Regions from separate parts of the Mus musculus genome. Here all the other regions are linked to region 1. A link is a contact called in public HiChIP or PLAC-seq data. All regions are on one chromosome and are shown on one strand. The core of a region is the stretch at or near the end of the contact, and the rest is flanking DNA. Distances in the headings are between cores, read along the strand shown. Region 1 overlaps LOC115490435 (a long non-coding RNA gene). Region 2 has its middle 21 kb from the start of 1700101I11Rik. Region 3 holds the start of Tmem52b (transmembrane protein 52B). Region 4 overlaps Olr1 (oxidized low density lipoprotein (lectin-like) receptor 1). Region 5 overlaps Clec9a (C-type lectin domain family 9, member a).

Evidence for each region. HiChIP or PLAC-seq counts read pairs in DNA pulled down with a chosen protein or histone mark.
Region 2: a contact with region 1 is called in an H3K27ac HiChIP or PLAC-seq map of extraembryonic endoderm stem cells. The contact joins two enhancer-like sites. A contact is called at or near these places in 3 of 39 promoter capture datasets (cranial neural crest, pre-B cells and second pharyngeal arch cranial neural crest), 3 of 484 Hi-C or Micro-C datasets (embryonic stem cells, muscle stem cells and rod photoreceptor), 10 of 115 datasets of contacts at active chromatin or transcription factors (acute myeloid leukemia, bone marrow-derived macrophages, cardiomyocytes and 7 more) and 1 of 9 other capture datasets (adipose tissue).
Region 3: a contact with region 1 is called in a FOXA1 HiChIP or PLAC-seq map of pancreatic cancer cells. The contact joins the promoter of Tmem52b here to the enhancer-like site in region 1. A contact is called at or near these places in 17 of 39 promoter capture datasets (the 3T3-L1 cell line, 3T3-L1-derived adipocytes, the C10 cell line and 12 more), 2 of 15 datasets of contacts at CTCF or cohesin (the NIH/3T3 cell line and large pre-B cells), 16 of 484 Hi-C or Micro-C datasets (the Ba/F3 cell line, the C2C12 cell line, adipose-derived mesenchymal stem cells and 10 more), 18 of 115 datasets of contacts at active chromatin or transcription factors (T-cell acute lymphoblastic leukemia, acute myeloid leukemia, astrocytes and 14 more) and 3 of 9 other capture datasets (adipose tissue, liver and macrophages).
Region 4: a contact with region 1 is called in an H3K4me3 HiChIP or PLAC-seq map of bone marrow-derived macrophages, with 4 times the contacts expected there. The contact joins two enhancer-like sites. A contact is called at or near these places in 8 of 39 promoter capture datasets (the 3T3-L1 cell line, 3T3-L1-derived adipocytes, the C10 cell line and 4 more), 7 of 115 datasets of contacts at active chromatin or transcription factors (astrocytes, bone marrow-derived macrophages, extraembryonic endoderm stem cells and 4 more) and 1 of 9 other capture datasets (macrophages).
Region 5: a contact with region 1 is called in an H3K27ac HiChIP or PLAC-seq map of neural progenitor cells, with 4 times the contacts expected there. The contact joins two enhancer-like sites. A contact is called at or near these places in 7 of 39 promoter capture datasets (the 3T3-L1 cell line, cranial neural crest, hippocampal neurons and 2 more), 1 of 15 datasets of contacts at CTCF or cohesin (large pre-B cells), 1 of 484 Hi-C or Micro-C datasets (bone marrow-derived macrophages) and 6 of 115 datasets of contacts at active chromatin or transcription factors (extraembryonic endoderm stem cells, fibro-adipogenic progenitors, large pre-B cells and 3 more).

What each region holds. Positions count from the first base shown.
Region 1 is chr6:128,837,375-128,843,307 of GRCm38.p6, forward strand. It overlaps LOC115490435 (a long non-coding RNA gene), which reads right to left. Exons shown (of 2, transcript XR_003956525.1): 1 at 5,618-5,933; 2 at 4,896-5,522. Among named protein-coding and RNA genes, the nearest start is that of Klrb1b, 14 kb to the left of the region's middle. Within about 2 kb of position 2,312, at least 358 of the 459 cell types and tissues checked have an H3K27ac peak or open chromatin away from gene starts, as enhancers often do. A contact at or near this core is called in 3T3-L1-derived adipocytes, the Ba/F3 cell line, the C2C12 cell line and 34 more, where this site is marked.
Region 2 is chr6:129,550,915-129,556,847 of GRCm38.p6, forward strand. No RefSeq gene overlaps it. Among named protein-coding and RNA genes, the nearest start is that of 1700101I11Rik, 21 kb to the left of the region's middle. Within about 2 kb of position 2,362, at least 5 of the 459 cell types and tissues checked have an H3K27ac peak or open chromatin away from gene starts, as enhancers often do. A contact at or near this core is called in extraembryonic endoderm stem cells, where this site is marked.
Region 3 is chr6:129,508,773-129,514,705 of GRCm38.p6, forward strand. It overlaps Tmem52b (transmembrane protein 52B), which reads left to right and starts at 3,785. Exons shown (of 5, transcript NM_001081186.1): 1 at 3,785-4,332; 2 at 5,442-5,485. The coding sequence starts at 4,267.
Region 4 is chr6:129,492,562-129,498,494 of GRCm38.p6, forward strand. Olr1 (oxidized low density lipoprotein (lectin-like) receptor 1) reads right to left here. Exons shown (of 8, transcript NM_138648.2): 4 at 4,251-4,388; 5 at 945-1,082. All of the region lies in intron 3 of Gm45969 (a long non-coding RNA gene), which reads left to right. Among named protein-coding and RNA genes, the nearest start is that of Olr1, 12 kb to the right of the region's middle. Within about 2 kb of position 2,565, at least 30 of the 459 cell types and tissues checked have an H3K27ac peak or open chromatin away from gene starts, as enhancers often do. A contact at or near this core is called in bone marrow-derived macrophages, where this site is marked.
Region 5 is chr6:129,420,930-129,426,862 of GRCm38.p6, forward strand. It overlaps Clec9a (C-type lectin domain family 9, member a), which reads left to right. Exons shown (of 7, transcript NM_001205363.1): 6 at 115-233; 7 at 1,297-3,835. The coding sequence ends at 1,429. Clec1a (C-type lectin domain family 1, member a) reads right to left here. Exons shown (of 6, transcript NM_175526.3): 6 at 5,755-5,933. It also overlaps a transcript of Clec12b not described here. Among named protein-coding and RNA genes, the nearest start is that of Clec9a, 15 kb to the left of the region's middle. Within about 2 kb of position 2,277, at least 103 of the 459 cell types and tissues checked have an H3K27ac peak or open chromatin away from gene starts, as enhancers often do. A contact at or near this core is called in bone marrow-derived macrophages, liver and neural progenitor cells, where this site is marked.

The DNA of each region.
Region 1 (5,933 bases), core at 1,062-3,561:
CTGTAAATAGTCTTGTTAGCTTCCCAGAACACTCCTGAGAGCTAGGCGCTGCAGGTTCTCTTCTGTAGCTCCTCCTGGCCCTTTATTCTTCAGCCTCCCCTTCCTGCTTCTTAGCCAACTTTCTTCTCAAACAGTTCCTCTGGCTTTCTTTAACTATCAAGCCAGAGCCCAGTGGCTGATTTCAAAGCCTTAGGAAGAGACAACTCCGCTGTCCCTACTTCTGCCCTTCAGCCTCTACTGTCCTGCCTAGAATCACCCAGGAGACCCGGCTCAGGGCACATCTGTGAGAGATTGTCCAGGCTAAGGTTACCCTCTGAGAAGGCATTTGAGGGATCTTCTCAGCAACATTAATGGGTGTGGGAAGATCCATCTTAACAATGGGGAAGACCATTTCTGGGTGAGGCACAGGAGGGGAAGGGGGAGAAGGAGGGGGAGGGGAGAATGAGCCCAGGAATACACGCAGGAATTCACACTTCTGTTTCCTGACTGTGGACATGAAGTTCCCTACCACTTCAAGCTCCTGCTGCCTTGATTTCCACCATGGTGGGCTGTACATTCAAATGGACCAAACTAAACCTGTCTTTTTTTTCTAAGTTTCCTTTGTCAGGATATTTTGTCGAAGCAACTAGAAACAAAGTGAAGACAATCAACTCTTGCTGGCTCTAAAACAAGAATATTGAATTTTGTTCACAAGCAGAATCTTTCGTTTTAAAGCTCGTTACTGTTCAGAACACGTTGCCTCAGTCAAGTATAGAGCATATAAAGATGTGGAGATCCTGAATCCATCCCTGGCAAGGAAACCTAAAGCTGAGACTTAGAGTGATGGTCGCCATTTGCTGGTGGGCTCCTTGAAGGAGATGTGGCATGCTGGGGGAGGGCCGGCAAGAACCAGCAGTGTCAAGAAAAGCGTGGGGAATTGAAGTGTGTGAACCGAGCGAAGAGCGTAGGTTTGAAGCGAAATTAAGTGGAGTCTTGTCGGAGTGTTGAATTCTTTATTCCATTGAAAAAAGAAAAACATCTAGTAGCTTGCATCATCAAAATAAGTTTCGAGTACTCAATTAACTGAGCCGAAGTTTGCCGGCTCTGGTGGCGCAGGCCGGTAGGATTTGCTGAAGGAGGCAGAGGCAGGAGGATCTGGAGTTCGAGGACAGCCTGGTCTACACATTTTTTTTTCCTCCCAGTTTCAACAAAACCACAAATCCACGGCTCCACTGCGCCCCGAAACAAACTTCCAACCTCCACAAGGCCTCTTTTTATGTTTCTTCCTCCTGAAATCTGATCGGCTACTCGCACCCCAACCCGAACCAGCTTCTTCAGCCGCACCGGCTACTGCTCCACGCTGCTTACAAACCTTTATCCACGCACACGTCCGACCCTCACGCCTGCCCACGCCGCACTCCACACCCCTCTCTTCCCTACAGGCCTTCTCTACAATCCGCCTGCTTAGCCCTCTCGCGACCCTTTTCTACAGTTCTGCACGTGCGGAACGAGTCAGCAGCCACCGTTCAGAGAAAATGTTCGCTGCAAAGAGTCCGTTTTTTCTCGCTTCGAGTGTTCGGTTTTATGTACAAAGAAAGAAAGTGAGGATTACTTAGAGTCAGAAACAGGCTCAGCGGAAGCGCGGTTGCGCAACGCCTAACTTGCTACTTCAGGGAAAGAATACAGGGCGTCGTCGGGCTGGAGAGATGGCTCAGCCGTTAAAGGCTAGGCTCACAACCAAAAATATAAGAGTTCGGTTCCCAGCACCCACGGCTGTCTCTCCAGCCACCTTTTTTGTCGGACACCGCACCCACACACACAGACTACTAATATAGATAAAAGACAACTCTTAGAAAATGTTATCGGCTGTAACGAAATGGAAAACAATGATTTAAATAAAGCAAACAAGCAAGTAAAGAACTAACGTTCCACACCCTGCGTATGGCCGGAGGATTTGCGCGCTGGCGTCTGCCCTAGTCACTTAGCGTGATGACTTCTTTCATGCTGTTGCTAGTGACTCCAAATCAACTCGACGTCGTCCTCTCCTCCCTCCTCTCTTTACTACTCCTCTCATTTTGAAAAAAGTAGTTTTGGCATACATGGACCGCCTCAAGCACCAGGACCTAGGAACTCCTGACAGCTTTGCTCTTCTCTTGGGCTCAGCTGGCCTCAACTATTCACCAGGTTGCTTAGAGTTCTCCCTTCCCTAGATAGTTTGTGGCGATTCCATCACATCCAGGATGGGACCACTCTCCTCGTCTCTGGCAACCATTGTGTTTGTCTGCTCACTGACCGAGGTCCGGAAAGACCGACTCGTCACTGCACCTCTGGTATGCCCCCATGTGGTCAAGACCCCTAAGTGCATGGGATTCTAAGGTCTGTCAAAGGTGATGGGTGTGATACCACCTACTAGCAGGACCTAAGAGCCTCTGCTACTGTGGGATGAGGACAAAGGTGGATTGTGATTCATTCCGCCATGGACTTCCAGGCTTTTCTCAGTCAGTGGGGATGGAATGGAGGTGATTGAAACTAAACAGCTCTTCCATCCTAGATTGAAGAATTCCTGGACCTATACAGTCAACAAATATATAAATTTACTTAAAACAGTGTGTGTGTGTGTGTGTGTGTGTGTGTGTGTGTGTGCGTGCGTGTGCGTGTAAAACTCAATGCCGTGGATCTCCAGGGTGAGCTTTTTGGATGACACTGTCCTGTTGCAATGTCCAAGGCCGGACATACTTGTTTGCACACCTGGTCCTCACTCACTATGTCAACACGGAAGTAGGGCAGGATGCTGGCACCATCTGGCATGATAGGCGGCCCTTATTGGCTGATACTCTCTTAGCATTGGGCTCCTGTTTCACCATGTGATTTTCTTCTCAAGCATGCATCTTCTAGTGGGATGCTGCTTGCTTGAGCCCCTCACTGTCCATGACATCACCTACTCTTGGCTTAGCCTTCAAAACCACAGATTAGAGAAAATTCTTTCCACGAAAGTAGGATTATTTGTGAAGTAGAATAAACACAAGCTGGGGGTGGGGGGAGACAAGAAAGGCTGACAGCTTGGTCAATGTGACCAAAACATTATTATACGTATGCATGATCATATCACAAGGAAGCTTGTTATTTTGTATAATTAATACATTATTGCTGGGTGATGGTGGAGTATGTCTTTAACCCCAGCCTTCAGGAGGCAGAGGCAGCCAGATCTCTGTGAGTTTGAGGCCAGCTTGGTCTACAAAGTGAGTTTCAGGACAGCCAGGGCTGTTACACAGAGTAATCCTGTCTATAAATAAATAAAATAAATTATTATTAGAAGTTGAAAATGGCAATAATCAGATGTTTTCTTTTTCTTTTTGGGTTTTCGAGACAGGGTTTCTCTGTGTAGCCCTGGCTGTCCTGGAACTCACTTTGTAGACCAGGCTGGCCTCGAACTCAGAAATCTGCCTGCCTCTGCCTGACAAGTGCTGGGATTAAAGGCATGTGCCACCACTGCCCAGCTTCAGAAAAGTTTTCTTTATTTACATTACCTGGCTTCAATTATTTCATTACAATTACAAAAAAGAAATTCATATAGATTATGATTTCAAAGTGGGGAAAAACCCAAACAAATACTGTATTCAGCACAAAAACAAAACAAAACAAACAAAGGGAGTTAGGAGGTGGCTTAGCTACCAAGGATGTTATGAATTTTCAGTTTGATCCCTACAATCGAGGTGGAAATACCCATTTCCTAACCACACTCTACATTTCCCCTTGTATGGTTCCTTCTTGATGGTTATATTTGGTTTTATTGAAGTTGAAGAATTACTCCAAGATTTAGTGATTTGATATAACAAATGGTATTATAACATGACAGAGTGCAGGTCAGAAGTGTGGGGTAGCTGAGCTGGCTACTCTCACCCTAGTTTTTTTTTTTTTTTTTTTCCAAGACCCCAGTCAAGGAACATGGCAGGGCTAGAGTAATTTCAGAGAGAGATGGTAAAGGAATATGGCCAACCTAAAACAGATGGAGGGTCTCAAGTTGTTTCTTAGGGGCTGGGCTGCTTGCCTGAGAAGTGAGGTTCTGAGGTTGACACAGAGAGCATGCATGCTTGTACAGAGAGGGGGGGGAGAGGGAGGGGGAGAGAGAGAGAGAGAGAGGGAGAGAGAGGGGGGGGGGAGGGGGAGGGGGAGGGGGGAGGGGGAGAGGGAGAGGGAGAGGGAGAGGGAGAGACTGATTGGTGGGAGAGACTTCCTTTCAAATCTATGGGAATTCACAGTTTGCCCACTGAGGTTGCTTGGAGTCTCTGTTTTGCCTCTATTTCATTCCACAATCCACAGGCATATGGTAGCTTTGGCCATGTTGTCTGCTGTGATAAAGAGAATAAGGGAAATTACACCCTGGTTCTTAAAGCGCCCAGCAGTAAGGTATTCTTAATAGTTCAGTGCATTGACGACTACAGTAGTCACATGCCATGCCTGGATTTATGGGCATGTGGCAATAGTCCTAGGTGGCCTCTGTTATCTTCAGATGTCAAGGGCCCTAAGGCTGAGTGTGGGACACTTGGTCTACATAGGGTGGATGCTGTGAGAGAGGTGAGTGGATCAAGAGGGCTCAGCCTTATCCAATTAGTTAAGTGAGGGAAACTCTCTAAGTTGGGAATCTCGTTGTTGGAGACCCTGAGGTGTTTCTTTGGTAGCTATGTCTTGTCCTTGGATCTTCTCCTCTTAGTCTCTCGTTGTTCACTGCTAAGGGGGAAGCTTTGTTCTGCAGTAAGCACTCTGCTACCTCATGCCATCTCCGTGAGCCCAGAAAGAACTTATCAGGACTAAAACTTCTGATATTGAATCGAAAGAAGTGCTTCGCGCTTAAACATCTTCAGTATTATTCAAAGAGATGAAAAATACCAGGCACTGCAGAGAAACAAGCATGCGAATCCATTTTTGAACAGCACTAGCATTTTAATGCTTTCACAAAGCATTGCCGAAATTCAGAACGATACATGGTTAATTTTTCAGAATGTATGCTTAATACATCCCCTCCTACCCCCCTTTAGGTAACAAATCAGCGATGGCAAGTGTTAACTGAGAACCTTGGGCTGGCTATGAAACAATACAAGAACTGGATTTTTGTCCACACTCTCTACCCTTGGGTGGAAGGAAACTTGCTAACATTCTTTAACATTTTGCTACAGCCATGTACAGATGGGTGGCTATCCAGGGGAACGCACCCTGGGCAAGGACTGTTAAAGCTGAGGGTGAGGCGGTCCTCCCGAGCTGGTGGGCACCTTGAAGGGGTTGTCTACGACTGAAGGTGAACGTTCTGGTGATCGGGGGACCAGTGGGCAAGAATCAGAGATGTCCACGCACTATTTTATTTTCATGTCGAGTTTTCTTCACACGCTGGTCCGATCTTTCCTGGAGTCCCGCACGTGGACAAAAACCAGGGGCAAGCTTCCAAGTGCTCCCAGCAGGATGCGGGAGGATTGAGTTTTGAGACGTGTCAGTCATCCCTGAGGAGGGTGGCCTCCGTGTGCAGCCTCCTTGCAGTCACGGATCTTCCGCTGTGAATGTGGAGGGCGAAAAGGTAGAGGAATAGCGAGTACAGACTCATCCACGCGCGGGCTGCGGGGCAGGGCGCTGGGCAGCGGAGACTTACGGCTGAGCGCGCAGTCGCCTTGCGGTGCCGGGACTGTGTTACCCGGCGTGGCCCGCGGGGGACGTGGGGCGGGAAAGACCTTCCGGGATTGTTGCGGGTGTGGTTCGGTGAGGGCGGCGGGCGTGAGGCCCGAAGAGTGCGAGAGCTCAGCGGAGAGTTTGTGTAAAGCCGGTGGAGAGCGTGGGACAGACGGAGTGCTATTGGCTCCACGGTTACAGAGATCCTTCCGCTAAATACCAGTTAGCGTGCGTCACTAAGAAGACGCTTCAATAGAACGATTTTCAAGCTCTCTACCGCCGGTTCTGGTGGCGCAGGC
Region 2 (5,933 bases), core at 1,112-3,611, 710 kb after region 1:
GCTCCTCCTCTAATTAATCAAGAACATTATATATTATTCATGAACTAAAAGGCTTTTTTTCTCTATTCCTTTTATCCCGATAAGAAAGGCTCTGCATTCTTTGTTTCTATTTAAACAATCAATAGCCAGCTGCCTGATATCAGTGGGAAGTTTTACCACAGGGGATGGAAAAATCGCCCCACTATTTGTCAATATTATGAAGGTAACACACTTAAGCTGGTGCTGCTTACATTTCCTGAGGTACTGGTCATTCATTATATGGATGGCATTCTCCTCTCCCGCTTATCTAATCAATACTTAAATGAGTGCTTAACTTTCATGTTAAATTACCTAAGAAGAGCAAAATTTAAACATAGTTCCAGATAAAATACAAAATCAATCACCTTATAATTACTTGGGTTATATTATTACCTGTAAATTTACCGTTATTTTCTCAGGTAAAAACTTCCTGAACAATGTGCTCTCAGTTACTTATAAAAGAATCATCATGTCAGTTGGATACATTCTTATTTGCCTATCACTACCGAGGATTTGGTTTTGCCCTTGAAGTTGTTTTCTGGAGAAATTCGGTTAAACTCTCTATGAACCATAACACCTGAAGCAGAGCAAGTTATTAGTTTATTAAGTAACACTGCTACTAAACGCCCAGTGTTAATCCTGATCTTTGAGGTAGTAATACACCTTTAATCCTAATCTTTTGAGCTGGAGGTGAAAAAATCCACCTCTAATCTGGGCGATAACCTTTTGCTGGCAGCTTGTATAAAGAATACAGAAGAAGGAGGCTTATGCACTCTTTGCCAACTCTGTTCTCTCACTGTCAAGTTCATTCCTTCACTGCCATTAGAGTGTACTTCCTTGGCATTCTGATGTATACTGAACACCAGCTGAGACATCCAGCCTCATGGAGTGAACTACTGTATTCTTGGACTTTCCATTAGGTGGATGGCAGCTTGCAAGCCATTCTAATAATTCCCACATACATGGGATCTACATTTATCTATATGTTCATTCTACCTACATCTATAAGTATATATAGACACATAGATATTCTTTCGATCAGTTTTATTCCACTAGGGAACCCAGACTAATAAATCAGACATCATTTTCTTTATAGAGACTGAAAAGCTTTCAAATTCTGCTAGCTATTTTGGGCTTGAGCTACTAAGGCACAGTGTATCTATCAATAAGGAATATTTTTCTTTCATTTTTAAAATAATAATCAAGTTGAGATTCCAGATGGAATCTACGATATATGTGAACAGACTTGGGCTTCTAGTATCTAGTTCTCCTTGGACTATAATGAGAATGCTCCTTATTCTACAGGAGATGCACTCTGCAGTCGGTCAAGGCACCTTGTCTCATGAGAAAATCTTGCTTGTCATTCCCACTACTGATTCCGACCACATAACACTTCCACTCTTCACCCAGAGCATCAGGAGCTACTTCTGTGCCCATTTGCTCCTCATAGAAAGTTCATCATCCAGTTCTATGAGTTTCTGACAGCTGGAAAGGAGATATTTATCTTCATCTTGACACAGCCGTCTACCTAGGAAGCATCATGGAAAGGAAGCCAAATTAACATTCTTAACAGCAGTTAGGAACTCTGAGCCAAATACCCTTAGGGAACGTTCTCTGTGTGGCCATCTCAGACTGACCTAGATATTGACAAGTTATATGCAAAGTAACAAAGGAAGAGATGTGGTTATGCTGTTTCTACTCATTGCTTGGTGTGAGTTCATAGTCATGTTTTCCATTGAAAGCAAAATCCTACCAGGTAGCACCAATAAGAACAATGCATGGTGTTAAAAAAGGGCTCAAAGAGATGAGATGAACACAGAACACAAAGAACATGAAATGGTCACAGATACCTTCTCCACCTGGGCCAGAATTAAAACTCCCAGAGATAGAAATAAAGTGATGGAAAGGTGACTGATGAGAAGGGAGAAGGGCTGCACCAGATGAATTCTCATGACTTTCTCTGGAACATCTACCTACAGCAAGGAAACACATCTCTTGAAGAGTCTAAGGAAAGCTGGGTCCATTTTCCTGGGTGATCTGTACCAGTCATCTCCATCTCACAGCCACTCTCTCTAAGGGTCTTTCAGTTCTCTCTTCCCATCACTCCTGCCCTTTACATCCCTGGAGATCTGCTATCTTCCTCCCTCCTTTCCCATATTCCTTAGTCAGCCACACACCCTGCTGCAGACCATAGACATGCAGAATAAAGTAGTAATGGTGAGCTCTGTTCCCTGACTCAGGGCCTGTTGGGAGGGACTGAAGGAACTGATTGGAGCCCTATCTAGAGAGGGACCAGGATCCAGATTTTCCATGCTTTGAGTAGAGTTGCAGATATCTTCTCTTCTTTCTCAGCCTCTCAGCCTCTGAGAATGGCAAGCACAGTTGTGAGTATGACTGCCTCTGCTTCTCTTTCTTTATTCTGGGCAGCTCAGATGGGAGCAGTAAACTCTAATAGCAGCAGCACAGACTCACCTGCCTCTAGTGGGAACACTGCTCCAGACAGTGGTGGCTGCTTCTGCTGCTGCTTCTTAATCCATTTTTATGTTATATACATAAGTGTTGCCCACATGTCTGTAAGTGAACTATATGAATGCCTGGTGCATCTGGAGAATAAGGAGATGGGTACCCTGAAACTGCAGATGTAGATGGTTAAGAGCTGTTTTATGTGTGCTGGGAATGGAACCTCGGTCAGATGCAAGAGCAGAAAGTAGTCTTGCCACTTGGCCATGTCTTTATTTTTATCTTCTTTATCCTTCTCTGTGAGATGGAATCCTCTCTCCTCTATAAATAAATTGCAACTCTCATGATGTTCTTCTTTTGTGTTCCTGCTGTCCCCACATCATGCACCATGAGCCTTCCTAGTCAGGAACCTGCTCTGATCAGGGATCTGTGGTGTTCTCTTTCCAATTTCCACAAGTCTGTGACAAGATTTCTCTCCTATAAAGGCTGAGCATGTACATGGTATTTCTAGCAGGTGACACAAACGTGAAACTTACCTTAGATTGCATGATTCTCATGCTTTGTGTGAAGCAGTTGCTTTTTGAACAGGTCACCTCCATCTTTCAGTCAACCTGTTTTTTCTAGATCTTTGTGGGATTCAGTCTGTTCCCCAGAAGAACAAAGACATTCATTGCATTTGTTGTTGCTACTGTCCGAGTAAAGACAAATACTTTTGTTTAGTTAGCCTTGGGCTTTGTATGGCTAGGGTCCAGATTCCAAAAGTAAACTCAGCAAAGAGAATCATTATCTGGGAAGGCATTGTGCAGATGTAGCTGATTTTAACAATTAAAGATAAAATGATCAGGAGGCTGAAAGCTGCTGTCCCATGAAAACACAAGGCTCCTGAGCCCATTGTGTGATACTGAACCACTTGGGCTAGGGAAGTGGCACAGTAGTTAAGGGCACTTACTGCTCTTGCAGAGGATCTGGGTTTGATTCTCAGCAACTACAACCAAACATGGTGGCTCACCTTTGCCTGTAACTCCAGTTCTAGGGGATACAATGTTCTCTCTTGGCCTTCAAGGACACCAGGAAAATTTATGGTGCACATCCGTAATGCAGTCAAATCATTTGTACACATACAATAAAACACATCCAAAAAGGCGTTAAAAGTAAGCCACCTCAAAGACAGACCCAGATCACCTTCCTAGGAGGACAGATCAGGCCCCAAGAAATTCCACAGCAAGTGCAGTCATTTTTTGATCATTTCATTACTTCTCTGTCACTCAAATTAGAGTGGTAGCTTGAAAGAGACATCAAGATATTTGAGTAATTGGTCCCCAGTTGGTGGCAGCTATTTGGATAGGTTTAGGTGGCATACTCGATGAAGTAAGCATGCCACTAGCGATATGTGTAGCTTTGTGACAGGAGCCATCTAGGAGAGGCAGATGATCTTCCTGAGATGGTTTCACTGTGAACGTTAAAGCATGATGAACGAGCCCTTTTCAGGCAAGATTAAAAGGGACTACATTTTAGGAAAGATTCCTGTTGTTAATATGCCTTTTCTACTCTCTATCTCTCTCTCTCTCTCTATCTATCTATCTATTACTAGTTATTAGTCTACCCACCCTACTGGGCAGATAATTTCTTAATTCTTAATGATCATCCTATAAGAATTCCTAAAATTACACTAGTAATTATTAAGACCTTTATAATAGAACTGCCGTTAAAGCCCTCTTTGTTATGAAAACTGCATTTAGGACTCTTCCAGTCTTCACATGTCACCAGTTAATTACTTATGAAATAGAAAGCAGGCATTTACAACTTAGAACACATTCCATGAGGTTGTAAAACAATTAACCAAAGATCATTAAATGAAACTAATGATTTATTGTAGGTGCAAAGACAGAAAATTAAATGTTGACTGGGTTTATCTTTATAAACCTTCAATGCTAACTTAGTCACAAGAATGATGATTGTTAATTTTCAATGAACCTGTGACAAATAATGAACTTCTAGTTAGATAACAAGTCTTAAAGAAGACACATGTAAATATCTCTGTTATAAACTTCTTATTCAATTTATAATTTGAATTTATGTTTGAAATTTTAGTGAACTTTTATAAAAAATAATAAAAAATATGCTCATAAATCTATTTCTCTAGAAAAGGTACAAAACAATCCCCTAGGAATGATTACATTGTATTTCATTATATTACAGCAGAAGGAATCAGAAGGAGAGAGCAAGATGGGGAAGAGAAAGGAACAGAGTAGAGCAACCTAGAAATTAAGAGAGCATATAGAAAGAACAAGATGATCATGTGGTTTTTGTCTTTGAGTTTGTTTATAAAGTGGATTACGTTGATGGATTTCTGTATATTATAGCATCCCTACATTCCTGGGATGAAGTCTACTTGATCATGATGGGTGATAATTTTGATGTGTTCTTCGATTCAGTTTTCAAGAATTTTATTGAGTATTTTTGCATCGATATTCATAAGGGAAATTGGTCTAAAGTTCTCTTTCTTTGTTGGGTCTTTATGTGGTTTAGGTATCAGAGTAATTGTGGCTTCATAGAATGAATTGGGTAGAGTACCTTCTGTTTCTATTTTGTGGAATAGTTTGAGGAGAACTGGAATTAGATCTTCTTTGAAGGTCTTATAGAACTCTGCACTAAACCCATTTGGTCCTGGGCTTTTTTTTTTTTTGGTTGGGAGACTATTAATGACTACTTCTATTTCTTTAGGGGATAATAGACAGCTTATGTGATGGTTTGTATATTCTTGGACCAGGGAGTGGCACCATCTGGAGGTGTGGCCTTGATGGAATAGGTGTGACCTGGTTGGAATAGGTGTGTCACTGTGGGTGTGGGCTTAAGACTCTCACCCCAGTTGCCTGGAAGTCAGTCTTCCACTAGCAGCCTTTGGATGAAGATGTAGAACTCTCAGCTCTGCCAGTGCCATGCCTGCCTGGATACTGCCAAGCTTCCACCTTGATGATAATGGACTGAACCTCTGGACTTGTAAGCCAGCCCCAATTAAATGTTGTTTTTTTATAAGACTTGCCTTGGTCATGGTGTCTGTTCACAGCAGTAAAACCCTAACTAAGACAGCTTAGATCATTAATCTGATTCTGATTTAACTTTGGTACCCGAGACTGCCCCACCCAGGGATCCATCCCATAAACAACCACCAAACCCAGACACTATTGCATATGCCAGCAAGATTTTGCTGACAGGATCCTGATACAGCTGTCTCTTGTGAGGCCATGCCAGTGCCTGGAAAATACAGAAGTTGATGCTCATAGTTATCTATTGGATGGAACACAGGGCCCCCAATGAAGGAGCTAGAGAAAGTACCCAAGGAGCTAAAGGGATCTGCAACCCTATAGGAGGAACAACAATATGAACTAACCAGTACCCCCCCCCCCCCCAGAGCTTGTTTCTCTAGTTGCATATGTAGCAGAGGATGGTCTAGT
Region 3 (5,933 bases), core at 2,535-5,034, 670 kb after region 1:
ACACCCCAGTGGAATTTCATGTCTTTAAGCCTATGTTCTCGGAGGTACAACCTAAAGTGTAGCAAAGGTCACAGAACACATGTGACTGTACACAAGGAATTACTTCAGGAACTTGAGGAGTGTGCTGAAGCCTCTCTCTTCCTGTATCTGCCTCTGTGCTCATCATTTAAGATTTAAAGAAGCACTCCCTGGCTGCCTGTAGCTCTTAGTTAGGAGTGGGGTCCTATGAGACTTCCCATTTCCATATTAGCATGTTTACTGGTGTTGTCCTTGTTCAGGTATAGTTTAGGCATTGTATTTCTGAGGTACAATGAGTGTCGTTAATGGAGAGAGAGAGAGAGAGAGAGAGAGAGAGAGAGAGAGAGAGAGACAGAGAGACAGAGAGAGAGAGACACAGAGAGAGGGAGAGAGGAGAAGTAATCTCCAGGAATAAGCTCCCTCACCAGTGATCTAACACTTTGTGTTGGTCAGTCCTTATATATATATATATCCATTAAAGAGAAAGAGGACATGGATTTAAGAGGGAGCAAGAGTGAGTACATGGGAAGGGTTGGAGGGAGGTCAGAGGAGGGGGAATTATGTAATTATATTTTAATTAGAATATGTAAAGAAACATGACTAAACTAATCCTACAGCCAACTAAGAAATACATTCTGCCCAAGAGGGCTTGCAAATGGTTCATGGCCATGACAGCTTTCAGACAAGTGTTACTATGCAGACACTTTGATCTCATTTTTGTATAATCCCAAGCACTGGAACAAACTAAGCTTTATCTACTTCTGGCCCTGCTGTGAATGCTGATTGTGTGTGTGTGTGTGTGTGTGTGTGTGTGTGTGTGTGTGTGTGTTGCCTTAAACTGTTGCTCACACAATTTGTAGTAATGAGCTACCTGGCATATAAACCATACTTTTTTTTGATAAACTGAATCCCTCTGTCTTGTTTACATTCCATGAGTTTAGCATAAAGCTCTGAGTGATCAACAACACTTCACAAAAGGTGGGAGTGGCGGCATGTGCTTGTAATCCCAGCAGTGTGATGGCAAGGCAAGATCAGTAGTCAAAGCCAGTCTTCGCTACATAAAAAGTTTGAGGTCAGACATGAAACCCTTTCTCAAGGGAGGAACAAAGCCCCCTGTTTAATGCTCTTGCTAAGTTTCCATGTCTCTGAGGTTGGAATTAAATATCTATGCTATGATCTTGGATCTTAAAACAGAGATGCTTCTTAGTGAAATACCCAAAGGTTTTAGAATGAAACTGACTTCTGCCACTGTCTCCATTCTTGACCATTGGAGATGGCCCAACCCACTGTTCAGACATGTACAGCTTGATGTTGGTACCTCAGAGTACCAGTATTCCTGGTTTCTATTCATTGAGATACAGAATGGAAGGGGAGCAGGAGGGGGTGCACCTGGCAACCAAGGTCAAAGGAGAATAATCAAAGGAACCCCAAGTTAGCAATTCTTTGGCTACACTTGTTAGAGTGGTTGTATAACAATGCCCTGAAGCACAGGTGAAGAGGGCAGTGTATGTGTACCTTTTGTTGGCCGAAGTCCTAGTCCTTCACAACATAGTATAAGCTAATGATTGACAAGCTTAATGGAATGGGATTATGTAGGCTGGTAATGAGAATGTCCTCCATGTCTCCAGCTCCGTGCCCTCTGTCCTTATGCCATGTGGACCTTTTCTTCTTAGGAATGATCTTCCCTCTATCATCATTTCCTACTTAAAAGCTGTGACGGGAGCCATCACAGGACACTGACACATTAGAATCAACAAAGGAAGTTCTTTCCTGCTTATGGGATAAGAAAGAAATGGTACGGGTAATTCTGAAAAAGAAAACAACAAGGGAGTCATTAACCAAAGCCTGTGGTGTTCAGGCCTGCTGGGAAGCTCCAGGGCAAGAAAGACGATTGCAATCATGTGGCCAGAAACTGCCAGGGGGGAAAGCCAAAGTAATTGGAAAACCTGTTCATGCAGGTGAAGGCTGGTGCGGGTGGGAAAAGAAATGGCCTGGTTAGCATGGGAACTGTTCAAGGAAAAAAAGACTATTAGAAAGATATATTGCCATCTAGAAAGGACTGGTAGAAAGACAGAAGAGTCATAGTGGACATTAATGATCCTGTATATTGGAAGGAACCATCACATGTAAGATAGAGATAAATTAAAAGTATCTTAACTAATATCAAATGCTTGCTATCAGGACTGTAATATACATCATAAAGATTCCTTTATTTTGTTATTTATTTGTATAAGTACTTTGCTTTTGTGTATATATGCTCACTACCCACATGCCTGATTCCCATGGAGGACAGAAGTTGGCCTGAGATTCCTCTGGGACTGGAGCTACAATTCATGAGTCACTATGTGGATATTGAGAACCAGAGTGCTTTCCATATCAAATTGAACTGAGCTGACAGAGACATAAAATGCCTTGTCCAAGATCCCATAACAAACAGGGGGTCAAGCAAGTGACTGGATCAAGACCCTGAGCTATGGTCTTAACCCATGCTGGTTTACTGTCTTTCCCACAAGAAAAGAAAACAGGGTGTGTGTGTGGGGGGGGTATTCATGAAGTTTTTCTATTATGTGGTGTTTGAATAAAAATATTCCACACAAGATGCCTCCTTGACCCCGATTTCCTTTCGCTGAAGCAACAGCTGATGCTAGTTCAGGAGTTATTTATTATGCTCTCTGAAGAAGGAGGTGCAGTAAGGTCCAGGCCTAGTGAAAGGCTGTAACTTAAGTCCTGCTCTCCACTCCTCCAGAATGCCTTCTGTCTCACAGAGTTTTCTATTGAAGTTTGGAAAGTACATTTCACTCAAGAGCCTATGTTATAAAAAGAAATGGACAACTTGGAGAGAGCAACATTGTACCAGAGAGTTCTCTCACTGTTTGCTCTCCTTAGCTGAGAACAGGAAATTGTTTGCATTCATAATTCTCACATCATATCATCACGGTCTGATCACATGGTGTGTGGGGCCTTGAGTGTGATGGAACCCACTCCACAAACTCCCTCATCAGGACCCACCCTGCAGCCTCTCCTCATCAATTAGAAAGCAGCTGAAATCTAATTTTGTTCAGTCTTGTGAAACAGACATGTCACTGTGAACCAACACTGAGTGTTCTTACTTAGTACTTTGGGATCTGGGTAAAAGATTCCTCCTTAAATATCAGTCGTTTATATGGCATTCACTGGCTCTGGACAATATTTTCCTGTATAGCCATTTTATATCCTTTCCGTGTGGTGTGCTTATTTTAAAATATGACTTGTAAGTCTTATTTTATTGTTGATAATATGTGGGTTTAGATGGAGGTCTTGCTGTTCCCTAGGGTAGTCTTACTTTCCTGAACTAGACCCATATGATCCTCGTGTCTCAGCCTCCTCAGTAGATGGAACCGTGATTGTATGCTCTGAGCCTGGTTCTCTAGTGACAACATCACAACACTGCTTTAAGAGGAGCAGAGGGAGAGAGAGAGAGAGAGAGAGAGAGAGAGAGAGAGAGAGAGAGAGAGAGAGAGAGAGAGAGTGTGTTAACTTGGAAAATGGTTTTTAAAACTATGCCTGTGTTTCTGAAACTGAAGCAGGAGGCTGAGACCATTGTTAGCACCTGGCACTTCTAGTTTTGAAACCCACTACCTACTCTAAAGTAGGGATAACTTTCTAGCTCCTTTAAAATCTCTTAGTCCTGCTGAATGGCTGCAATAAATGACCCAGAACCTGCAGGGTTGATTATCAACACGGTAAGGGGAGAGTTTTAAGGAGTAAGAAGGCAGATGCCAATCACATGGAGAGAGGGTGGAGAGAGATTGGCAGTGACTTTCAGACTTCAGCGGTCATCCAGGAGCCGAGAGTGTGTAACTAGTTTCCTGATGAACACAAGAACACATCTGGTCACTCACAATCTGCCTTTGACCTATTACAGGTCCAAGTCTCTCATTATAGACTGAGGAAAAAAAAATCTAACTCAGAGGACAAATGTGCTCTTCTTGAATGCAGACGAAGAAAAATTAAATACACAGAAAAGTTTGATTGAAGAAAGGAAGTGGAGAGGAAGCCAATGTGGAGACCCCGTGAAGAGAACTCAGGAGGAGGAAACTAAAAGGGAAAAGGAAACCGTAAAATATAAAGCCAGCGGGAACAAGGAGAGGAGATTGATCTATTGCCGAGAAAAAATTCTCTTTAGGAATCCTTCACCACCAAGTTCCACGTGGCACGGAGCATGGGAAGGATACAGCAGATGCAGCCGGCGTGACCTTTCTGGACCAGATGTTCAGCCTAATGACAGCCTGGGCCCAGGTGCTGATGGCCTCTGGCCTGTTTTATTTCATCCAGGTGTGTTCAATTGTGAAACAGCAGGAAGAAACTTTCCTTTGCGTATTGCTTTAGCTATGCTGTCTCTAGGAGGAAATGGATGGAGCAAAAACTGATATAGAACCCAAAAGGGAGTGAGAAAAGAGTACTATGGTGTTTGTTTAATAATAGGGGGTTTCAGAGATGTGTGTATGTGTATGTGTGTGTGTGTGTGTGTGTGTGTGTGTGTGTGTGTGTGTGTGTGTGTGTGTGTAGATGTATGTATGTGTGACTGATGCTCATGGAAAGAGGGAGAAAAATTAGAACAATCAGAGATAGTATATGTTATACTCAGCTTGAACAGGGGTGCAGGGATTACCCAGTGAGTTCCCAGTACCAAAGGTCTCTTTAATAATATTTTAAACAATTTATTTTACTCCTCTGTGAAAGAAAAGCCTGTGAGTCACCATTTAGTTGAAAAAAGGGTCAGTATAGTGAGAGATTCTGGACAAATGCCAAGGCCAAGTTTACATAGCTAGGAAGTCTAGCTGAGCAAGACACTGCAGAAACTAGACTGCATCTCATTCCTGTGCTGGTAGCAGCTGTCTGCTTTGCTTCCCACGCAAGTTAACCAATATATAAAAGTACATTTTCTTATATGTTCTCTTGGTTTCTGCATTTCCTTTTCTTCTTTATTCTTCTTTCTTTGTAACATCTCCCCCATTGCTCTTCTTGTGTAGTGAGATACTGATGTGGTGAAGGCTGAAAATGAATAGCACTGGGGCTAGATTTCAATTTTCAGCAGTGCAGGGATAAGGAAGACAACCACAATGTCCCAGGGGATGAGTCAGGAGACTTCTAGGGTGACAAACTGACACAGAGGGCTATTCATAATTCCCTAAGGAAGGATGCTCAGCCATGGCCCGAGCCACATAGAAGATCCCTGCTCTTTCAGGAACTTCTGCCTCACAAGATGTAGTCACCAGTCAAAGGAATGACCAATGTCTCAGGCCAGTACAGACCAATCCTATGATCCTGTCCTCATCTTTACAAATAGGTCTGACAGGGTTCAGCCATGATGGGTAGTTGATAGGCTGCTGAGAACTGCAGGTGTGACCATTTCCATGTCTGAGATTATTTCCTTCCCACAGCTTCCTGGGGCCAGGAGTGAGGAGAACTGTGTCAACACTGAACAGTAAGTATCTGAGAGTTCAAGCTAGGAGTAGAGACAGACAAAGTGACAACACCCAAACATAGGCTAAAATGTCAGCAGATAGTGCCGACTTCCCTTTTAACTTAAATGGACACCACCTACCATCATAGACATGTGTGTCATTCCAACTGCTCAGAATCACCCTACTGAGAGTGCTTTTTTTTTTTTTTTTTTTTTTCAAATCAGTCTTCTCGTCAACACAGCACAATTAATTTAAATACATATAGTCAGGGAGACCTGCAAAAGGCTTCCTTAGCTGTGGTTTCCAGTGACTCATTAGGGCAGACTGGGTTCAGCAGCCAGTCATTGGCTTATCTATTTGGATGATTTCCACAGCAGCATGCCCACTTCAAATCCAAAAGCAATTTTTGGTTTCAAGTAAGGACAGACAATAACAATCCTGTTCACAGGAAAGGAAAACACACATTCT
Region 4 (5,933 bases), core at 1,315-3,814, 660 kb after region 1:
AAGTAACTTAATATCTAACCACTCATCATTATTACTGTTAAACTCTATCCTGCTGTTAATATTTTTACCTATACAGTGAAGGAATGGCCACCTATATTGTTACTATATATGTATTAAAAGAAACTGCACATTTAAACTGTTAGCCACATAAGCAAGACATTGGACAAATTTGCTTTTTACTGGCATTTACTTGCTAATCCTGAAAATGGTGCCCTTATTTGAGCATTTTCTGTGAATAGACATGGTAGTAAAATAGACTCCATCACACCTAACTCTGTACTTAGAAACACATATCTCATTGTTTTCACTGCAGAAAAGATCGATATTGCAGAAATGTAGTAGCAATCTCTAATAGAACAAAGGTGGTCAGCACAATCTATTCTTTCTCTGCTCCCTAGATTCTTAATACCTTTAGACAGATGAAACTATCTCAACTCCTATATAAAACTACTTTCCAGACCTTGTGTTTTTGTTCGGTCTGTAGTATCCACCTAAGTCTTCAGTGGGCTGACCTCCACTGTTGTACTTAGACAGATGTAGTGCCCATTTAAGAAACAGGGTCAGAATGAAGCTAACACGGAGCTGGGCTAAAGAGCTGCATTCACATGAAGACCACCCCCCTGCCAAGGAAAGGGAGGCTAGTGACTAAGTTGCTTTTGGAAGGATACAACAACATATCTGTGGCAAGAAGTGACAATGGGACAGGACAGTGCTTCAGCCCAAACCTCAAAGCCAGAATTTGAAAGAAGGAAGAAACCCTTGTGCCCATGAAAAGGGAGCTTGAACAATTCTGATGGTTACTACGCTTCCCATGGGCTAGAAGCGCAATGGCACTAACAGAGAGCCTGTGTAGGGCACTCTGAATATTTGGCATATGTGGAGTGTGCTGGTTTTGTTAAACCTAATTAAGACTGGGCTGAACACCCACCAGTCCTCCCCTGTACCTGAAAAGTTTGCAGCTCTTTGCAGGGCTTCTTGGAGGTTCTGATTCTTCTGTAGAAGCTCCTCCTGCTCTTTGGATTTCTCGTTCAGCTTCAAGGTGAGGGTGTCTATCTTTCCCTTGAGTTCTCTCTGGGACTCCTCTACAGTGTGAGCAAAGTGGGAAAAAGTACTTAAGAATATATGCAAAGTACTTCCAACAGTTTGTGCAATTGGCAAATAAAATTTGTGTTCATTAAATTTTATAAGTACTTAATTAATATTTTAGTTTTCACTGTAGCACAAATATACCTGATAAATTTTAGAGAAGCAAGCTTCATCAGGAAGACAAATGTAAGCCTAAGATGGTAGCTCTTACCTATAATCTCAAAACCAAAAAGACTAAGGACAGAAGATTTCCATGAGTTCGAGACCAATCTGATCTAAATGATGACTCCCAGGTTAACCTGGGCTACAGAATGAGACTCTGTTTAAAACAAACAAACAAAGAAACAAAGCAAAACACGCACAAAAAAGTCAAACAAACCTAAAGAAAATGAAGTCATGTACATCAATGATAAAGTAGGAAGATTCTGGAATAATGAAAGCAGAAACTAAAGTAGAAAGGGTATACGGAAATCTAAAGCAGAATGTGAACTTCCCTCATAATTTGTCTGAATCCATTATAGTATATAAAGATAAACAAATCAGGTTTTTTGACCAAAGAATTGGTCTAGACATCTTGCTTATATTATGGCAAAGTGAGAAAGGCATGCCTCTATGTACTATATTAAAATCAACTACATTTCTCTCTCTCTCTCTCTCTCTCTCTCTCTCTCTCTCTCTCTCTCTCTCTCTCTGTCTGTGTGTGTGTGTGTGTGTGTGTGTGTGTGAAGTATAATATAGCTTACATCAATACCTACTAGTACGTATAAAATTTAATGAACACAAATTTTATTTGCCAATTGCACAAACTGTTGGAAGTACTTTGCATATCTGAGCTCATTTAATCATTTCAAAACTCAGAGAGATAAACTCCCATCAATCATCTTCTTCACTTGACAGATCAAGAAGTCAGGAGTTTGAACCTAATGTTGAGTGGTTGAGTGAGTATGTAATGTCTTTTGATAAACTTTTGATGTCTACTTATTTGGATCTGGAATGGGCTAAAAGCCAGGCTGCTGGTCATGCCTGTGAGACAGTTTCACAGTGAGATTATCTGACATGAGAAACCCTCCTCTAAATATGGACATTCCCTTCCTGTGTCAACACAAAGACAAGAAATATGGGAATTTTGCTCTGTGCTAATAAATATTCACTGTGCAGGCAAGTTTATCAACCCCATGGCTGCAGTCCTTTATTGATATTAGAATCGGTTTCTTCTGACCTCTAAAATAGACTGAAGATAAGTAGTTCTTCTGAGATATTTCAGATTTTCAGTGCCAGGTAATGACAGGTGAGACTCCCAGTCTTAACAACTATTCAACTGCCAAATTCTCCACCCATCCAGTGTGAGATATCCCTTGTTGGGTGTTCCAGACATATTACGTAAACCACTAAAGTAAAACCCCTTTTAATACATAGTCTTTCTGCTGCTTCTGTTCCTCTTTAGATTCTATTACGTTCACTACAGCACACTTCCTCTCAAATGGCTTTGAGGGCGAACTAATTGAGGAAATACCCCTCTGTGGGATCTAGACACGCAGATTCAGAACATGCTTGACACTCATGATTTGGGGACCTATAGGGAACCTGGCATTATCATCAGACTATTTTCATAGGAAAAGTTTAGAAGCAGCACCAGTTCTGATGCTGAGTATAAACACTGTTCTTCTGATGACCTCGAATCTTCTTAATTTCTAAGTAAATTATACCAGATCTGTTAGTAGGACAGCTAAAACTCCCTCAAATTTGAGAAAACTAGCTGCATTTTTTTCTACATGGGATTTCAGTATTATGATATTTTTATTAGACTTTTTCTGAAGCCATGTGATCAAAGAATGCATCTGGTGTCTCTACTAATTGGCTACATCTAGCATTAGAAGGAATGGAACACAAAACCTAGAATATCTGCCAGAATGAATCATGTGAGTTCTGTGTCTGATCTACAGTTCATCTCTGGCATCTCTAAGGGAGGGTTCTCCATGGTCCTGACACAGATTGACTCCCACACAATCTACAGCTGATAAATGTAAACTGTTTCACTGCTGCATCTGGGAAACAAACCATTGGTTGAGATTTTGGTTGTCTCAGCATGTAAACACCCCCATCCTTGATATTTAAGCCTCCTTCCCTTAAAAACTGGTTTGAAGAGTTGAGTCCCCTTGATTTATTGAAAAGTTTCTCTCTAGAGAAATTAAATATATGTTTGACACTATTCAAAGGTCAATTTGTCTAAAACCTTCTGTTTAGTTTTCTAAATCTAAATTACACCTTTCATTATGAAAGTCTCCTCCCTCCCTCCCTCCCTCCCTCCTTCCCTCTCTCCCTCCTTCCCTCTCTCCCGCCCTCCCTCCCTCTTCCCCTCCTTCTCTCTCTCCCGTCTCTCTGTTCTTTTTCTCCTTGTAGCATTGGATAGAACTTGCTGTGTAAACAAGGCTGGCCTTGCACTCAGACATCTGCCTGCTTCTGTCTCTCCTCTTAGGATTAAAGGTGTGTTCAACCATGCTTAGCCCAAAAAGATTTATGAACTGAGAAATTTTACATCAGACCACTCATCTTCATTATTGATAACTCTATCCTACTCTCAATACAATTATTATATAATCTGTATTCAAGGATACTGTACATTAAACTGTTAGCAACATAAACAAGACATTGAAGAAATTTGCTTTTGACCGACACTTAACTGTCAATCCTGAGAATGGAGCCTTCATTTAAGCACTTCTTACAAAGGCAGCTGACCTCCACTGTTGTACTTAGACAGATGTAGTACCCACTTAGGAAACAGGGTCAGAATGAAGCTAACACAGGAGCTGAGTTAAAGAACTGCAATGACACGAAGGCCCCAAGGAAAGGGAGGCAAGTGACCAAGATGCTTTTGGAAGGATACAATAACGTATCTGTGGCAAGAGGTGACAATAGAACAAGATAGTACTTCAGTCCAAACCTCAAAGCTAGAATTTGAAAGAAAGGAGGGAGAAAACTTTATGCCCACGAGAAGCAGAGCCCCAACAATTCCGATGATTAGCAGGCCTCCCATGGGCTAGGGTGGAAAAGGCACTCAAGAGAGACTGTGTATGGCACTCTGAATGCTTGGCATATGTGTGGGGCAGTGGATTTGTTAAACCTAATTGAGCCTGGGCTGAACACCCACCAGTCCTCCCCTGTACCTGAAGAGTTTGCAGCTCTCTGCAGGGCTTCTTGGAGGTTCTGAATCATCTGCAGAAGCTCCTCCTGCTCTTTGGATTTCTCGTCCAGCTTCCGGGTGATGGTGTCTATCTTTCCCTTGAGTTCTCTCTGGGACTCCTCTACAGTGTGAGCAAAGTGGGGAAACGTGCTTAAGAAGAGTTACATTACAATGTTCAATTTTCATTGTAGCAATTTTAGAGAAGCAAGCTTCTCCAGAAACAGAAATGTAAGCCTAATATTTTAGCTCTTGCCTGCAATCTCAGAACTCAAGAGACGAAGGCAGGAGGATTTCCATGAGTTCAAGGCCAATCTGGTGTAAATAATGATTTCCAGGCCAACCTGAGGTACAGAGTGAAAGTCTATCTAAAATAAATGAAAGAATATCATACAAAACTACAGAAAATGGAAACTTGTACCTAAGCGTTAAGGTAGGAAGTTTCTAGAATAATGAAAGCAGAAACTAAATGTGAACTTTCCTTCTAATTTGCTTACCCCCATCCTAGTATGTATATGTAAACAAATCAGGGTTTTTGTTTTTTGGTTTTTTTGTTTTGTTTTGTTTTTTGACTAAAGAAATGGTCTAGACACTTTGCCTATTTTATGGCAACGTGAGAAAGGCATGCCTGTATATACTGTGTTAAAATCAACTACATTTCTTTGTGTGTGTGTGTGTGTGTGTGTGTGTGTGTGTGTGTGTAAAGTATAATATAGCTTATAGCAATACCTACTACTACATACAAAAGTTAATGAGTACAAATATTATTTGTCAATTGCACAACTGTTACTCTGCAGATGTGAACTCATTTAATCATTGTAAACCTCAGAGATAAACTTCACCAATCTTATTCATTTGACAGATCAAGAAGTCAGGAAAATGAACCTAATGTTGAGTGTGTATTTGATGTCTTTGATAAACATAGGTTGTCAACTTATTTAGATCTGGAACGGAATAAAGGCCAGGGTGCGGGACATGCCTGTGATGGCTGAAGTGCCAGAAGACATTGATGTTGCTAAGACAACCAAGCTCTCTAGTTGATCAACTGCCAAATAGATCTCCACTCATCCAGTGCAAGATAAACATTGTGGGACACTCCAAACATACTATGTAAACCAGCCCAATAAATGCCCTTTAAATATATAGTCATCCTGTTGCTTCTGTCCCTCTTCAGAACCTAATACAGTCACTGAGCACACTTCCTCTCAAATGTCTTTGTGGATGAACTAATTGAGGAAGTAGTCTATGGGCTCTAGACTTGCTAGAGGTTCAGGATCTGGCAGCCTACAACCATTTTCATCAAGCTATTTGTAGAGATAATGATTGAGAAGAATCACTAATTTAAATGCTAATTATGAAAATCTATTCCTTTGGAAGTCCTACATCACCTCAGCTTCCAAGTAAATCATACGAGATGTGTTAGTAGGATAGATAAAACCTTCCTCAAATTTGAGAAAATTAGCTTCATATTTACACATGCTATTTCAGTATTATGATATTTTTATGAGACTGTTTTGAAGCCATGTGAACAAAGCTTTCACCTGTGGTGTCTAGTAATTGGCTATATCTAGAATCAGAAGGAATGAAAAACAAGACCTACTATATCTGCCAGAAAGAGACATGTGCATTCCATGTCTGATCTACAGTTCATCTCTGGCATCTCTGAGAG
Region 5 (5,933 bases), core at 1,027-3,526, 580 kb after region 1:
TTATTTTAACACTCAAGTTATTATTTATTTCTGACAAGACAAAATTTAGACCTTTATATTGTACAGGTATTCACTTTTCTTCATTTACAGTTTGCGTCTTTTTTTTTTATGTAGGAGTTCATCAGCAGTATAGGGAAACTCAAAGGAGGAAATAAATATTGGGTGGGAGTGTTTCAAGATGGAATCAGTGGATCTTGGTTCTGGGAAGATGGCTCTTCTCCTCTCTCTGACTTGTAAGTCTATGAAAGAGACATTACAAGGAAAAGCTAGGAATGTGAAGAAAACTTAAAAGTTACTTTGTATCTTATGTTTTCTCCAGCAGACAAAGAAGCCTGATACTTTTACAGGCTCCTGATTGGAATTGTGACTCGTATACTTAAGACTTGGTTTTATTGCTTCCCTATTAGTTAGGTTTTCTATTGCTGTGATAAAACACTGTGACCAAAAAGCAAGTTGGGGAGGAGTGGGTTTATTTTGTTTACAAGTCCGCATTGCTGTTCATCACCGAGGGAAGTAAGGACAGGAACTCAAGCAGGGCTTAAACCTGGAGGCAGGAACTGATACTGAGGCCATAGAGGGATACGGCTTACCGGCTTATTCCTCATGACTTTCTCAGCCTGCTTTCTTATGAACCCAGACTTGCCAGCCAAGGAATGATAACACCACAGTGAGCTGAGCTCTCACCCACCAATCACTAACTGAGAAAAGGCCTTACAGACCTGCCTGTAGTTTCTTAATTGAGGTTCCTCCTCATAGATGACTTCAGGCTTTGCGTCAAGTTAACATAAAACTACCCTGAACATCTTCTGAATCTTCCTACCAGCCCTCCTACCATATCCTTTATAAAGTTGTTTTCATAATCCAAATGCCTAAATGGCCAATAAACTGTTAGTCCTTTGTATCACTTAATGCTGAGAAAACTTTCTGGTAAAAAGACTGTGATAACTATTGATCGATTTCTATATTGAGCTTTCCAGATGAGAATGGCATTTCATGGGTACAACCAAGTGCCTTAGTATGTTGAGAACAGAGCCGAGAGAAACGCATTGGCTCTCACCTACCTTTATGCAAACATGGCTTGGTTTTCTTTAGAAACTATTTGTTCAAATTATATCAACATATCCTTTGTAAAACTTAATAGATGCTATTTGAAGGAGGACAAAACCACCACAGAAGGCTACCACATTAAAGCAAACTAAAATAAATCCAACAGCATCTCTGGAGAGTTTCCCTTTCAAATACCACTGTCATCTTCACATCTAACCTCTAACCTGAGAAGTTACCTTACTTTTTCAGGTTGCCAGCAGAAAGACAGCGATCAGCCGGCCAGATCTGTGGATACCTCAAAGATTCTACTCTCATCTCAGATAAGTGCGATAGCTGGAAATATTTTATCTGTGAGAAGAAGGCATTTGGATCCTGCATCTGAAAGATACAACTCAAAGCTACCTGTTACACAAGTGTTTGAAAGAGGCCAAAGAGCAAACACAGGAGGAGATTGATGTGAGACTATGAAGGCAAGCTTGATTTTTTATTTACACTTGGCAATAGTCTGTAACGCTTTGCAGATTTCAGTTGACCTTGTCCATTGTGCCAAGGAAAAAATTGATTTAGAGCTACAGAAGATCTGACTCAGTGAGAACAAAGAAGAGAAAATAATTTCCTGTGTGTTTGAAAGTCCAAAGTGACGATCCATACCACACCGAGATCTAGCTGTCCTTGTGGGAGTTTTTATGCAATCCTTGGTTTGTACTTTTAGTAAACAATTCTATCTACTATACTTACAACTGACAAAATTTTCTTCAGGTCACCTTCCAGTAATTATAGATCATAAGATCACACACTGAGAGGAGAGAGATGGATTTCTAAACTGTAGTATTACCACCAATCATACGCCAGGGGTCCTTTGGCTCTAGGTAAAAATGAGCAGAATGGGGACCTCCAGTGTTTTTAATCTTCTTCTGAGGCCCAGGGCCTGGGGGATGACCTCACAGATATAGAGATTTACAGTTTCTAACCCTTGGAGCTAGGGGGCTATTGCTCCGGGATCTGAGTGCTCAGGTTGAAGGCTTATAGCTTTTCGTTTTAATCACTACTGGCTCTGGGTCTTGGCAGCTTTTACAATCCCTAACCTTTAGCAGCAATACCAGACAGCAGTCAGTAGCAGCAAGCAGCTCCCACTAGTGTTATAGCTCTTGGATGGCTTTAGGGTGGTGGGGCATTAACTCTGCAGTGACTACTATTACAGTCCTCTGGTCTAGAATGCAGGAATCTCCCATCAGCCCTTGTTGGCTGTTAGTGTTACAGCTCTCAGCATAGGTTTTCTGTGATCCTTGGTTCCAAAGACTGCAGCTGCTTGGCACTCTTCCAGGTCTCCAAGCCCGTGTTTCTCCTTCCTGGTTGGCCACAGTCTTCTGTCTTTACTCAGCCTTGCTTTTCTGCCTTCTCTCATTTCTCTAACTCTACCATTCCTCAGTCTCTCTGTTTCTGCTGCCCATCCTTTCTGCCATGACCCATCTCTGGAATTTTTCAGGTGTTCTCTTGTCTGTCGACTGCCACGGTAACTGCTGTCACCACTAGAGCTGCTTGCTCTGCTTGGTTGCCTTTGCTCCCATCTTGTGCTTCTGCATCTTCTCTTTGTGTTAGCAGCTCAGGCTACTCTTCTAATGCAGGGCAAAGGAGGAGAAAAAGGACCATTCGGGAAGTCTTTTATTGGTGTTAATGTTACAGCATCAGGAGTGTCAGAGGAGGGGGTGTCCTGGCTGACTCTAAAACTGAACTAAACAGCCCATTTAATAGATAAGAAGTGGGTGTAGTGCGGGTGTCTGCACCTTCACAGTAGCTCTTCAAGGACTGTGTTTGCACCAATCACAGCACAGACTCTTGTTTACAGTCACAGATCTTCCCTAGGTTCATGGTTGGAAGTGCTCCCTCTCTGGCCCAAATGAGAACTGCAGGACAGGCTGGGCCTTGGGCAATTTGCCAAAAGGCTTCCCTTGCTTAGTTAGAGTGCTGTTTTCCATAGGCTATTCCAGTTGTGGGAGCAGTCACAACTGGAGCATGTCTTCAGCCATGGGGTGGTGGTATTCTTCAGTAGCTAGAGGGGCTTCAGAGTAAAGTGCCCAAACTGCTGGCTGGACTGTCATGAGGGCAGTCTGGCCAGATGTTAGTAAAAAGGCTGCTTGGCTGATAGCTTGAATTCACGTTCACAGACAATAAAAGTGTGTTTACAATAAATACTTAATAAAACCCCAGTACATGACAATTCGAATAGCACTTAGCAGTACTTCATAAAAATGAACATTTAACAGGGTTTAACTTCTGCCCCAAAGCTGTAGAGTCATTGAGTCCCTCTGATCTGCCTCAGAAGGAACCAGGGCTTTTTCTGTCTATGGTGCTTTTCAGACTGCAGAGTTCTGCTGGGAAAGGTACTCTTTGAATTTCATGTAGGGGAAGGATTAGCATGGACATCAGCATGTCCCATTGTGTAGGTGGAGCCTTCCATCCTATTGCTCACAGATCAAACGGCTCAGTCTGCGCTGACAAGATGAACAAGATGAACAACCTAGTTCCTCTAACTGCCTGTGTCTCAACCTTCCTGCTATAAAACTGTAATACAATTCACTTCAAAATACTGCTTAAGAACACCATCCAAATATTACATGCAAACTATAAAAAATGATACTTTAGATAAGAAAGGGTAAATGAAAATGAGTGCTATCTACCAGAAGAAAAATTAGCTAATTATAGTTATCATGTTCCGTACTTATAATGTGTCATCTCTAAATCATACTACATACATAACATGCTCTTAATAAATATTTGATAAATTCAGTATGATTGTATCTAATCTTTTATTCTGACAAAAAGAAGCCTAGAGGTACAATATTTCCATCTTTCCCTTTACATTAAAAAGGCATAACTTAGATAAATGACAATAATGAAAATGATGGTAGTAATGATAATAAAACCTAATTAACTGAAGTAGCAGAAATTATTTAAAGGAAACTAGGTTTCCTTTGACTTGAAGTCATTTTTTCAGTGGCTTGGTCCTGTAGCATTGAGATGATCATGTCTTTGTCTTACTTTTATTTATTTACACTGATGAGGTGGTTTAAAAGGTGGAAGCAACACACACACACACACACACACACACACACACACACACACACACTCAAAAAAGGGAAAAGAAATTTCTTTCATTTTATGCTGATCCTGGGAGAGTCAAGAGCCCACAGACTGTCAAGGTTGTAGGCTGTTTGGTTTTCACAGCTGGCAGCTGGTAGCTAAATATACTATCCTGGAAAACAGAGGAACAATGGTGATTTTTAACAGTGAAGACTGTTTGTCTCTGAGCTTCTTCAAAGGCTTGTCATCTGGCTATGTTTAGAAAAAGGATGGGAAGCATTGACAATTCTTCCCAAAAAAAGTACAAGGAAACTGAATGCAAACATCCTGCGGCTGATGTTATCCACCCTGTATATATACGGGGCTGTATTTACAAGCCAGAGATTTGTGGACAGTGCCGCTAGCTCAGTTGCCTACACGATCGCAGGCAACCATGCTGCACTTACCCAGGTGGAGCAGTAGGGAGAGTTCTCACTGCAAACTGCCAGTGATCCAGGATATCTGTCCAGTAATTAGCCACAAGAGGACCAGTTTAATGCCCTAATCCTACCAATGATGAATTAGGTGCTTTTAATCCATCTCAACGAGTGAACTTTTTAAAAAGAGAAAAATAATAATTCTGTGATTGACAACAGATAAATAGTACTGAGCACTAAATGCACCAATAAAATACTAAGGTAATAATATTGATAGAATAATAAGCTTGGGGTTAGGCTCTAAAGATCTATTTATAGAGTAGATTTTGTCTATCTTAAATCCCATGGCATTTTTATTTTATTTTATATATATTTTTTGTATCTTTCAAAAACTGCACTTGACTCCCAAACATTAAGGCTAGCCCCAGGACAACCACCCAACAATTGTACCAAGTTTGTAATCTGTTTGTATTCCCCACGCAAAAGCTGCCCATTACCCTTCACAAACTTCCTGCTGTCACCCGACTCCTGACCTGTTTCCTGCTGATAAGTCCTGAGAGTGCTCAATATCCTCAGGAAAAGAAATAGCTCATTGTGTACCCGAGGGAGCTCATTCTATGGGAAAGGCCATGTTCTCTGTGTGACTTTTCCTGCAGTTTATTCACAATTACCTACACAGCAGAGACTATAAAAACGTCTTCGCATCCCTTCTCATCCTAGGAGAGCCAGCTCATGTAGTTTTATTACCAGAAAGCCTTTCCTCAAATTCATTTTATGATCACTTCTTATGTTTTTAAGTGTTTCTAAAGGCAATGTTGGACCACACCCCCTTTTCTCATCTTTTGAAATGTTTTCCTATGATGTGATCAATATTATGAGGTTTGGATACAGAAAGGGGGATCACAGATAATGATGAAGAATAATCTCAAGAAAAGAAAATATATCAAACAAACACTATTTTTCTCTTTTACTACCTGAAATGGTACTTTGCTGAGGTTTCAGATTGCAAATGAGAATGTTCTTTACCCACTAGATAGCTAGACTCTTCCATCAGTGGTAGCTAGAGAGACACATGTGACCCTCCTGGAGCCCAGAATGCCAGGAGTCAAAGCGTAAATGAGAGCCATGGCCCTCGTTTATAAGTACAAAACGTTACTAGGTTTCTCTTGTTGTCTACTATTTCCTTCTGCAGTAGGCTTATATAACAATTGCTTAATGATGGACTTGATCTTTATTCCATATTTTGAAATATTATATTAGACAATTTAACCAAACAGAAGAAACAGTTATAATTTTGTTAGTTATGGAAAATATTTGAGAATACCTTTCTTCTTTAATGACTACAGATGCTGCCCTTGTGTTCTGCTACATTAAAATGATCATTAAACT